Linked DNA regions of Canis lupus: region 1 is linked to region 2. Evidence: chromatin contacts called from public Hi-C data. All regions are on one chromosome and are shown on one strand. Each heading gives the region's core, a stretch centred on a gene start, on an enhancer-like site or on the middle of the called end of the contact. The rest is flanking DNA. Distances are from core to core; before and after follow the strand shown.

Region 1 (5,724 bases), core at 932-3,431, 210 kb after region 2:
ATTTATCTCCTTGTGACTTTCACTGGTTATTCCTGGTTGTGTCCTGTGGAGCCACATAGAATCTGTCTAAGCTCTTTTCCCTGATCCATACCTGCTTTTTTTTTTTTCCTTCACACTTCTTTGGTGTTTATTGTTGGCACCCCTCCAGGCAATTATCATAAGTTACCCCATATTATTATTTATTTCTCTTTATAAGTAGGTCTTGTCTCCCCATCCAGACAGTCTTGTCTACCCTCTTATCTCTGAGTAGACTGAATATAAATCGCAATTTATTAAAGAATATGATTTGAAGAAGATGCTAGGAATTTTGGAACAGCATTTCTCCCATCTGATTGATACGTGGAACATCAGTCTGGCCAAATACACCCAACACAGCCAGCGGTAGGGTTGAAAACACCCAACTGATAAAGCTTGTGGCTGAAAATTAGGACCTTCTGGTTCTAAATCAAATGCTCTGTGACCCTGGAAGGGGGTCACGTCTCTACCCCATGCCTCAACTTAATCACATCTTGGGAAGATTATCATAAAATTTAAATACTCGTCCAATACCACCTCCCCCACCCACGATCCAGAAATAAAGGCTAGAACCAGGAGCAAAGACAGGGTAAAATGAAACAGATCCTTCTACTCACCCCATGCTTCGTCCTCAGCCATCCCTGTGCTTCCCAAATGAAGGGAGAGGGCGAGAGAGCAGGGAAGAGAGAGAGGAGACAGGTGAGAGAACACACTGCAGGCAGCATGACACAGTGTCACCAAGTTCCCACATCGTCACTGGACAAGGTCTAAGATCTGAGTCCTGTGAGGTTATGGGGGTACCTACGGTCAGCACAGCAGCTGGAGGAACACTAATCTGGTCTACTGGGCGGTACCCTGGTGGAAGCCCACTTAACATCTCTGGGCCTCAGTATGTCCATCTAGGAGATGGGACTTTCTACCTTCAACCTTCAGATAGTTGATGGAATTAAAATAGACCTATGTAAAACCATTGGAAGAATTAATAACATCATTAAAATGGAAAGATTTGTTCATATTTTTAGTCCCAATAGGCTAGAACAAATATGGACCTTATTAGTTAAGCACATAATTATAACAATATATCTTGGGAATTAAAAAATAACAACTGGAGTTCATGATTTGTATTGAAATATAACATCCCATGAGGCGATGACAATATAAATGAGCCTTTGGTCTTTAAAGGGGTTTCACTAAGCACGTCCCTAGATCACTGGGAATTCATTCATTCATTCCACAAATATTACTTATTAACAATAAGTTTATGATATTTCCTCTTTTAATGGAATTGTATACAGTACATGACCATCTCTTCCACGAGTATTTTTTAAAGACATCATGCTACCGATCATGCTAATAGGCTCCATACCCCTCAGACCTGCCTATGTTTTTCTGGAACTTGAGTTTTCTGGTATCTATCTAGACTTTTGTGTCTTCTTCCTCATCCTGTCCAGCTGGTGTCAAACCCGTAGTCCCTGGGGGCCCACGGAACCTCAACCCGATGCCTTGCAGTCCATCCTTCATTTCCACAAGGGCAGACAGTCACAGCCCAGCACAGTTCTGGACAAGCAGTGGGTATTTAATAAATACTTATCGAATCAATGGATGGAAAGATGGATGGATGGATGAATGGATGGATGGATGGGTGGATGGATGGGTGGATGGATGGGCATCTGTTTATCTTATGTCAAATACTCATCTTTGGAAAATCCTTGCAAGCCCAACAGGGTTCTCCTCCACCGCAACCCACGCACCTCAGCTGGTCGCCGTGCTCCTGAAGCCTCACTCTTGCAAAGCCACCTGTGGCTGCTGCACTGTTAACCCGGGCCCCCTGCTTATTCTTTGTTTGTCACTAGATGGGTGACTTGGGGAAAAAGATTAGACAAGTAGAAGAGGACAAGGCAACAGCATTCTAGAAATGGAGCTGAAGGTTTTTTCGTGTGTGTGTTGGGGGGTGAGTAAAATGATTAAGTATTTTTCCTGCAGAGGGCAAGTCTGACTGAGCAGGCCTCCTCAGGCTCTGGAAAGCGAGCCTTAGACTTTGGGGAGAATAGGCCCAAATGGGCAACCGGCCGATCCCCAGAGGGAGTCCTCTCTCTGCCACTGCAGCAGCTCCAGCCCCACAAATAGACGCCAGCGCAGTAGCCCCTCAGATCCCGGGAGGTATTTTTGGTGCTGGAAGCCAGCCACACTTTGGCAGGCTTTCAGCATTAAGTCTGCTCCCTTTCAGAGGTGGTGGTGGGGGGGGTTGAGGGGGGTGGCAAGCCATCGCGTTTTGCATGGGAACGCTGCCTGCGAGTGTGTGTGTGTGTGTGCATATATTTAGGGTGCCTGGAGTGGGATGGGGGCTGGGCCTGGGAGGCCGCGTGACCTGACTGGTGGTCGGAGGTCGGGGTTCATGCTTGCCACTGCCATCGTGTGACCTTCGGGTGGTGCGTGATCTGTACCCAGGCTTGCGTCTAGCTCCCAAAGCTCAGGCCACTGCCGCCACCACCATCTCGAGCTATCTCTCCTCCAAACTCATGTCCCCTCTCACTTGCCCTCACCCCGAGACTTCACATTTCGAGACAGGGACACATTCCCCTTGTGGGTGGGCCCCTCTGTCTCCCATGCCGTACTTCACCTTGGCCCAGCGGACACTGTCAGGCAGCCACAGTGCAGAAGCAGCAGCCTCCTCTACCCCCCACATTGTTAGGAACAAAGGGATTGTTCTGACGGGCCAAACTGGAGCGTGTGGGCCAAGTCCCATGAATGGAGGAGAGGCTGCTGGGATGCCAGAGTGGTGAGCCTCAGGCTAGGCAGTGGGGACACGGGCCCAGGACACAGCAACGGGGCACCTGCTCCGGGGTTCTCAGTACCATTCATAAAGATGTCACCCCCCTCCTGCCTCCCCTCTCATCTCTTCACAAATCCCGCTTTCCTGTGTACTTTAAACAGTAGCGAGCCTGTTAAGGCTCCAGATCAAACAAGGCAGGATTTCACTCCTTTCTCACTAAACCTCCCACAAGCGGAGCTTATGTCCTGTATACCTCGCCCTCTTTGCCGAAGCCCCTCCTCCCTCCCATCCTTCTAGTATGCTGTTCTGCGAGGACAATATTCTCTGGGAGGCCCAGCCAGTTGCAGCCTAAACCCACCTAAGCAATTCCCTGGAACAATCCACGGGAATCCTTCATGCACACGGGAGGAGGTTGGGCGGGAGTTTGGACTGCTGGGCTTTGGGCGTGGAAGGTGAGGGCTGGGCGAAGTCCTCTGCTCACCATTTTGGCCGCTGCTCTGGGCCTGGCACTGGGAGTCAGAGAAAGGGCCTTTCTCTTCTATTTTTTTCTGAGAGGTTCCAAAAAAAGGAGACACTATTCATTTGGTCCTGCAGTCCCTGGCTAAGCCCCTCCGTGCCTCAGTTTCCCCATCTATGAAGTGGAAACAGTATCCGTCGCCTCGCATACTCTGCTTGACAAGAATCAGATAAGATACTGGCTGTGAATTGGAGCCAGTTATGCAGGCAGATGGGGAGGTTGTCTTAAAACCTAGCGATTCCTTCCAGAGCAAACTTCCCTTCCCCACCGCTGTGAATTGCAGTTCATGCTCTTGTTCGGTTTTCCAGGGAAAATAGCTGGGCTTGTTAGAAAAATCCTTGTTGGCTCAGTCGGTTAAGCGTCTGACCCCTGGTTTCAGCTCAGGTCTTGATCTCAGGGTCCTGGGATCGAGGCCTGCATTGAGCTCCCTGCTCAGCAGGTAGTCTGCTTCTCCTTCTCCCCCTGCCCCTCCCCACCACTCGTGTGCCCTCTCTCTCTCTCTCTCTCAATCTCTTGCTCTGTCAAATAAATAAATAAATAAAATCTTAAAAAAAAAAAAAAAAGAAAAGGAATGCCCTTTGGCTTGTGGGGTGGCTGCATTGCCTCCCCATCACTTTGGGCCTCTTTCCCTCCCACGCCTCCACTAGAAAATGCTACAGACTAAAATGGATTCTGTGTCTAACCTCGCCCCCCAAAAGCACAAAGCACATCCACATGGGAGTTGGTGCTTCTTACTAGGCAGCCCACATACACCCACACCTCCAGGCGGGCAGAGTGGCCTGGGTGCCTCGGTGCACACTCCTTAATTGTACAGGAATTAGAACGGAGTGGACCTCCATGGCCTGAGTTGCATTACCAGGTTGCTCCTTTGAGGTCCTCCTCTGCTCGGTGGCCCTCGCTTGCCAAGAAGCCCCACACTGATCTCTGGGCTCCGATGGCCCAGGCTGGCTCAGGTGACGGTTGCTCTCGGAGATTCAGCTGGAACTGGGCCTCCAGGCTTTCTGAGGATCCTGAAGTGAACACACCCAAAGCCAAGGGGACGGAGCCAGCACGGTTTGTACCTTTGAGATCAGAAACTAAGAACATGGATGGCTCGGTCGGCTGAGCATCTGCCTTCAGCTCAGGGTCCTGGGATCGAGCCCTGCATCGGGATCCCTGCTCTGCCGGGAGCTTCTCCCTCCACCTCTCCCCTGCTTGTTCATGTGCAATGTCTCCCCGTCTCTCTCTTCAATAAATAAATAAATAAATAAATAAATAAATAAATAAATAAAATAAAATCTTTAAAGAAAGAAAGAAAGAAACCCTAAGAACCAATAGGAAACTATCAGTTTGTCCAGGTTTCTTTCCTTAGACAAAATAATACCTTCCCTTCAGTTGCTTATAATTATCCACGTACAATGGTACAGGCCAGCATGCGCTGGGTGCCCACCCTCTCTCAATCGCAGTGCTTGGGAGAAAACACATATGATACGTAATCCTCACAAATGTAAGGTGATCTTACAATCTTACAAGGTAAGTACCATCACCCTGTTTTACAGATGCAGAAACTGATGACCAGAAAGTCAAGCCGTTGGTGCCAAGGTCACCCAGGTAGCACGTGGTGTGGTCAGAATCTGAACCCAGGTTTATCTGACATCCTTTTTCTCCAGTTATGTTGTCTTCTGAGGAGGCGAAAGTGCTGAGAATGTGGGCGTCCATACTTCAGATGCCAGGAAATGGGAGGCACTGGGCTTCATCCCTCTTAGCTGTGCACTAGCCAGTGACCCGGACCCTGCAGCAGGAGGGCTCCCGCAGATTCATCATGAGTCAGGGAAAGCTTCCACCCTCCTGAGGGTCAGGAGTGTCATCTTCTCTTACAAAGGAGAGCATGTTGTAGTAGCTACCATGATTATTATAAACAATCATATTAATGAGCTCAATTCTTCCCCATTTTGCAGGGTGTGTGTTTAACAATGAGACTTGGCCCAGAGGGAAGGAGTTGCCAGCGCATGCACATCTCCACTAGCTTATGTCACCTCTGCCCTGTGCAACACCACATAGGTGGCCAGGCCTGCCTTTCAAAATAATGGGATAATTGGGTGCAACGTGTGTCACCCCCACCCCTTAGAGAGAACCTGCCAGTCGATCTTTGTGGGAACCCACAGGGAGCACGGTGAGCAAAACACCGGCGTTTGCCTTCCCCTTGATTGCGTCTGTGCCCTACAAACCCCAACAGAATTGAACTTACATCTCCTCCTAATTAGGGGAGAAAGAAAGACAAGAATGATAGCAGAAGAATTTCTTCTTGCCTCTAACTGCAAGGTCTTCTGGGATGGAACATTACCCTCTCCTCTGTCTGCCCCCAGCCGCTGACCTGTCTTTCCTGACTGGTGCGTGCCGTACCTAACACAGCGCCCAGGCCCTCCCAGGGACGGAGCCC
Region 2 (5,026 bases), core at 1,387-3,886:
TGGTCTTGACCAGTCAACAACCATGGACAACCTGATACCACGAGTGAGATCTCTCTTTCCTTCCTGCTGTCACTGAGCCCCGGTTGCTGAAATGTCCCTCTTTGGGAAAACCGGGAGGAAAGCCAGAGACGGGGAGGACAGACTTTGGAGTCCCCGAGAGGGCACTGCCATTTTCTCCAAGCCTGAGACAAGGCATCAAAAGTCCTTGAACTTCGTCTCCCAAGTGTCCCCGTGGCATCTGCTTCCGCAGCCCCGGACTCATCACCCCCTCGCCCCTGCTCCCAAGAGTCTCAAGGCTTTCCTGTCAGTGGCCAGGCCTTGGGGAGCCTCCATCCGAGGTCAGCCAGGGTGGCCTCCCCCGGGAGCAGCTGCGGGGTCGTGGAGGCCCGTGTGGTACCTGGGATGCACCTGGGGATGGATCGGCTGGCGGCTGTCCCCGGTCTCCTTCTGTTCTGTCCGGATGGTGTCCAGCCCACACCCACATCCCTGGCTTCGGCTTCGTGCTCAGCAGGGCCAGAGGCCTCGGATGCGATTCCTTGTCCTCATTCGGAGGAAGTGAAGGAAGACCAGGGGCTCAAGAGGCAAGGGGATATGCCACCAGAGGCGACAGCAGCTGTGGAAGCCAGAGAGGCCCTCACTGCAGAAGGAATGTTCCAGAATAAGGCAGGGCCGCTGGGTTGGCCGCCTTCCTCTTCCCTCTCTGGCCCTCTTCTGCCAAGCTGTGCCCTCCGCAGGTGGTGGGGAGACCTGTGCCTGCTGCGGGGGCCGGCGGCTGGGATGATGCCCCTCTGCTAGAAGAAGGTCCTTCTTGGTCTTGTTCCCTGCTGTTCTCAGCACCCTGAGTGCCCCTGGCAGGCAGCCGCCCCGTAGGAAGGCCACCTGACCGGGCGCAGGAACCCGTCTCCACCCTCGGGTGAGGCCAACGTTGGAGCCGCACTCTTGGTGATTGAACTCTGCAAGGAAGGGGGGCTCTCTGCAGTCAGCGGTGGATGGGAAATGATCTGAGAGACGCTGTGGGGGGACGGGGGAGGGCAGGCCCCGAGATACCTGCCCCCCCACCCCATGTTGAGAGTAGAGGGGCAGCGGGCCGGGTGGGGGGGACCTGCTCCACGCACAGGGGACATCCTGTCCATCTTCGTCTCGTCCATCAGCACCTTCTGTCTGGCCAAGCGCATTCCTGGGGTTCTTTTCCAGCGAATTGTCTCTTGTGCAGAGTAGTGACACAAGTGAAGCTGTTCTGATGTCTGAGAGACACCTCCCTTCCTGCCTCCCTCCGGGTTGGAAGGCCTCCTGTGGGGTAGGGGCTGTGACTTTTTCCCTACGTGAGGTCAAAATACCTTCCAGTTGGCTAAGAGTGAGGAGAGAGGCCAACTGAGTCCCTGTCCTGCCCATTCTATAGGCGTGGGCTCCGTTGGTTCTCGATGGCCCAAAGGCAAGAGTTGGTGGAGGAGGCAGACGGGAAGCTGCAGAGGAGGCAAGGCGACAACCTTTCCCCGTCACGGCCTAGCTCGAGTCACACCGAGTTCTCCTTTCTCGGACTCCCTTCCTCACAGACGCCCCCGGGCCACTTCCTTTGCCATCCCAACTTGCCCAACACTCTCATGGAATCCCAAGAAGTGTGGCCCACCCGCTCATGGCAGCTCTGGCCCCTCTCCCATCCGCGCTCCAGCTGACCATTCCCCCATCTTTCTCTACACTCTCCAGAAGCCTTCCACGAAGCAGCCCCAGGGCCGTGAATGGTCACCCAAAGACGCCCCTGGGAGACGCTCAGATCGGTGCATAGAGGCAAGGGTCGAAACACCAAACTTCCTTCTACTTCTTGGTGGAGCAAAACCCCGGATGCTAGTCTGCGTAGCAGTGTGATCAGAGAAGATTCGTGCTGGGAAGTAACGTACGGTGGGCTGGGATTTTATTGTGGGTGGCACCGAGCCCCCCTCCCCCCCATTCCTCTTGCACGTATCTTCTCTCCTTTCATCGCCATTAATCACAGGCTCTGAGCTGATAAGCTTTGGGTGCTATGAAGAGCAAACACTTTGGCTTAGTGCGGAAGGCCAGTCATTAGTATTTTTTTCAGGCTATTAATAGGGCCCAGAGAAACTTTAGCAGAAGTGGATTATCAGAAGAAAGTGGCCTTGGCATGGCTGGTTGTGAATTATAATGAAAACAGCGAGTTTCCTGAGTATTTTGCTGAATGCTTTTCTCTTTCCCTTTGTCAGCTGCATTCAGGCAAGAAACTGGAGCTGAGGAGACCAGGCGATGTCTGCTGTGCGGTTAGCACAGCGATCCAGAGCCACACGCCAGGGATGGAAGCCAGCCCTCAGAGCTCCCCCTCCCCCAGCCCTTTCCTGGGAATCCAGTGTGGTCAGCAGAGCCTTTGGAAATTGGAATTGTTTGGAGGTAAATCAGGGCACAGAGAAGCTGGGGCCCAGAGTTAATTACAGAGGAAATGACCCTGGTCTGGTCTCTCCGGGGCCGGCTGGTCCAGTTTCCCAGCACCGCAGCCCCTTGACAAGTAGAAGGTGGGAAGGGGAGGATGGTCCTCTCCTGTCTGCCCCCTTCCCACCCCTTTGCCTTTCTCTTGCCTTCCTTCTCCCTCCCTCTGATGCTGTTTTCAGAGAAGCCAGAGCTGCCTGCTTGGATCCGTGCCGGTGTGGGAGGCCTGGAAACTCGGAAGGCTGTCCAGGTCACCAAGATCTTGCTGCCAACAGAGCCACCTTCCTCTAGATGATTCCCACTGGCTTTCATGGGGCTTCTGGACCAGGGTGTGGGGCTTTGGTCTCTTTGTTTAGAAACTACACTCAGGAGAGCTGGTCATCCATGGTTTTAGGTGTCAGCAGAAGAGAGAGAGAGAGAGAGAAAGAAGCCCAGTGAGAAGCCACCCACTTGTCCTTCACACTCATAAGGACACGGGAGGCAGGAGAAGCAAGAAGACAGGAACGTGGGTAGGCTACAGTCATTTCTGCTGAGGCAAGTGCTCAGACGATCAGGAGCTTCCACATATGAGCGGAGGGTTGTCTCCCCTCTGCAGGCACAAGAGAACGAGAGAAAGAAAGCATCACGGTAAATACAGCCGCCTCTTTAACCTACGCTCTTCAAGTATTGCTTGCTGTAAACAGTGTTTGGTTTTTGCTTTCGCTTTCATTGCAAGAAACCACTGGCAGATTGGAGTGGAGTCTAAAGCCAAACACCCACGTCCCCAGGTCAGCTCCCAAACGGAATCTCCTGGAGGCCTGGGCCGCATACTCCGGGCCCTTTCCCCAGGGTGCCTGGTGTAGGACAGAGAGCCATGTGAGGCAAAGCTGCCCAGTTGTCCTCGGGGAGGCCAGGCGTCCGGGAGAGGCCCACCGCTCCCCACCTCTGAGAGTAACTTTAGGGGAACCAAACAGAAAAGTACCAAAGATCAGCTCCTCAATTCTTGAGGTTTGAGATTAAATAAAACAAAAACAAACAAAAAACAGTAGCAAAAAAGCATCGGTACTCTACAGACACATATCTCCTCTCTGGAGAGGAGAATATACATGTGTGTGGTGCGTAAAGCTCGATTCCCAGTCGGCCAGGTCGAGCCCCTCCGTGGCGCCACTGTCCGTGCCGAGTCCCGCAGTCGCCGTGCTCCTCGGGCTGCTGCGCTCCTCCGGCCGCTGCCGTAATTCCAGGTTTCACTGGCCTCGATTTTTGCGAAGTGTTTGGTGTGAACTTGTGCTCATTCTCCTCCTTCTCGTGCTCTTATGATTTCCAGGGAAAGCAAGGGATCGCTTTCCCCCCAGTTTCCCTCCGCTTCTCTTGGTAGGCTTTCTCTGGCATTTGGAAACAGGAGTCATTCGAGGAAGGGGAGGTGGGGGGGGCGGGTGGAGGAACGGGGATTGAAATCAGATTGAAACAGAAGTGGGACGGGATTAACAGGGAGGCTTTTTGTTTCGTTTTATTTCTGTTTTTTTTTTTCCTTTTTCTTAAAAAAAATTAAATAAAGTTCTCATTATTTCCCCAATATACATCAAATGAGTTTTCATGCAAAGCAGCAGTCACAGAGGCAGAACTGTCCCCAGTTCGTGCCTCTCGGCTTGAAGAACCGCCTTCCCTGCGCCCCTGCCTCCTGCGGTTCTCACTGTGGGTGGACGATGCCCGCCTCCTCTCCCTGCGGGAGCCGGCAGGTGCCGGGGCCCTGGCTGGCGTCGGGGGAGGGGCCCTCCCCTCTCCCCAGGATGGGGTCCCAGGGGACAGCAAGCTCTGGGGGGGCTGATCCCCTTCACTTGTCCTTCCGTCTGAGACTCCCGGTGTGGCAGCTTTCACAGGCCCCTCTTCCTGGGAACGTGAGGCTCCATCTCTCAGCTCTCGATGGACATGGCATTTATGAGCTGTTCCACCTTGTACGCCAGCCGCTGTCGCCGGGCCTGCTCATCCTGCTCCAGGGCCCCGATGAGCTGAGGAACAACAACAACAACAAAACAAAGGTGGGGAAGACTTCAGGATGCCGTTCAGAGGCTCCTCATTTACAGAATCCTGCATCCTTCCAACTGCCTTTCCATTCTGCCCCAACGAACATAAGCTGAAGGAATGCAAATGATTGAATATACACACACGTATGCCCGTGTGCGCATGTGTACGTACGTCTACACATACACACGTACGTGTCTCTGTCGATATAGATCTTAAAACAATGTGTTTAAAGCAATAGCTCGCATGCGCGACAAAGTGCTGTGTAGTTATTAGCTATTATCACGATTATGATTACTTCTAATGCTAATTTTAGGCACCATGCCAACGCAGGCCTCGCAAACGCTCCGGAGCCGTCCCACGCGACCCCTGCCCCGTCAAGGTCCACCTGCGTCCCTGAAACATAACTGACAGGATCTGCCCAAGTGCAAAGAACAGTCTGATTCACTGTTTAAGAAAGGATGAAATGAATTGTACAACACTTGGAGAGGGAAAACAATTATGTTATTAAGAGTGTTATTTATCGTATTAACAATGAGTGAAAGACAATGGAATGTGTAAGAAAGCGTTGGATGAATCAGAGAGGAGAGGCTGC

What was found. A called contact is a pair of places that touch in the nucleus more often than the background predicts.
Region 1: a Hi-C map of amygdala shows a contact between it and region 2, with 8 times the contacts expected there. The contact joins two enhancer-like sites. A contact is called at or near these places in 2 of 9 Hi-C or Micro-C datasets (amygdala and skin fibroblasts).

The regions. Positions count from the first base shown.
Region 1 is chr7:6,840,475-6,846,198 of UU_Cfam_GSD_1.0, forward strand. No RefSeq gene overlaps it. Among named protein-coding and RNA genes, the nearest start is that of PLXNA2, 4.8 kb to the left of the region's middle. Within about 2 kb of position 2,182, at least 2 of the 20 cell types and tissues checked have an H3K27ac peak or open chromatin away from gene starts, as enhancers often do.
Region 2 is chr7:6,629,000-6,634,025 of UU_Cfam_GSD_1.0, forward strand. PLXNA2 (plexin-A2) reads right to left here. Exons shown (of 32, transcript XM_038542031.1): 32 at 3,894-4,418. The coding sequence ends at 4,323. Among named protein-coding and RNA genes, the nearest start is that of CD34, 110 kb to the left of the region's middle. Within about 2 kb of position 2,637, at least 6 of the 20 cell types and tissues checked have an H3K27ac peak or open chromatin away from gene starts, as enhancers often do.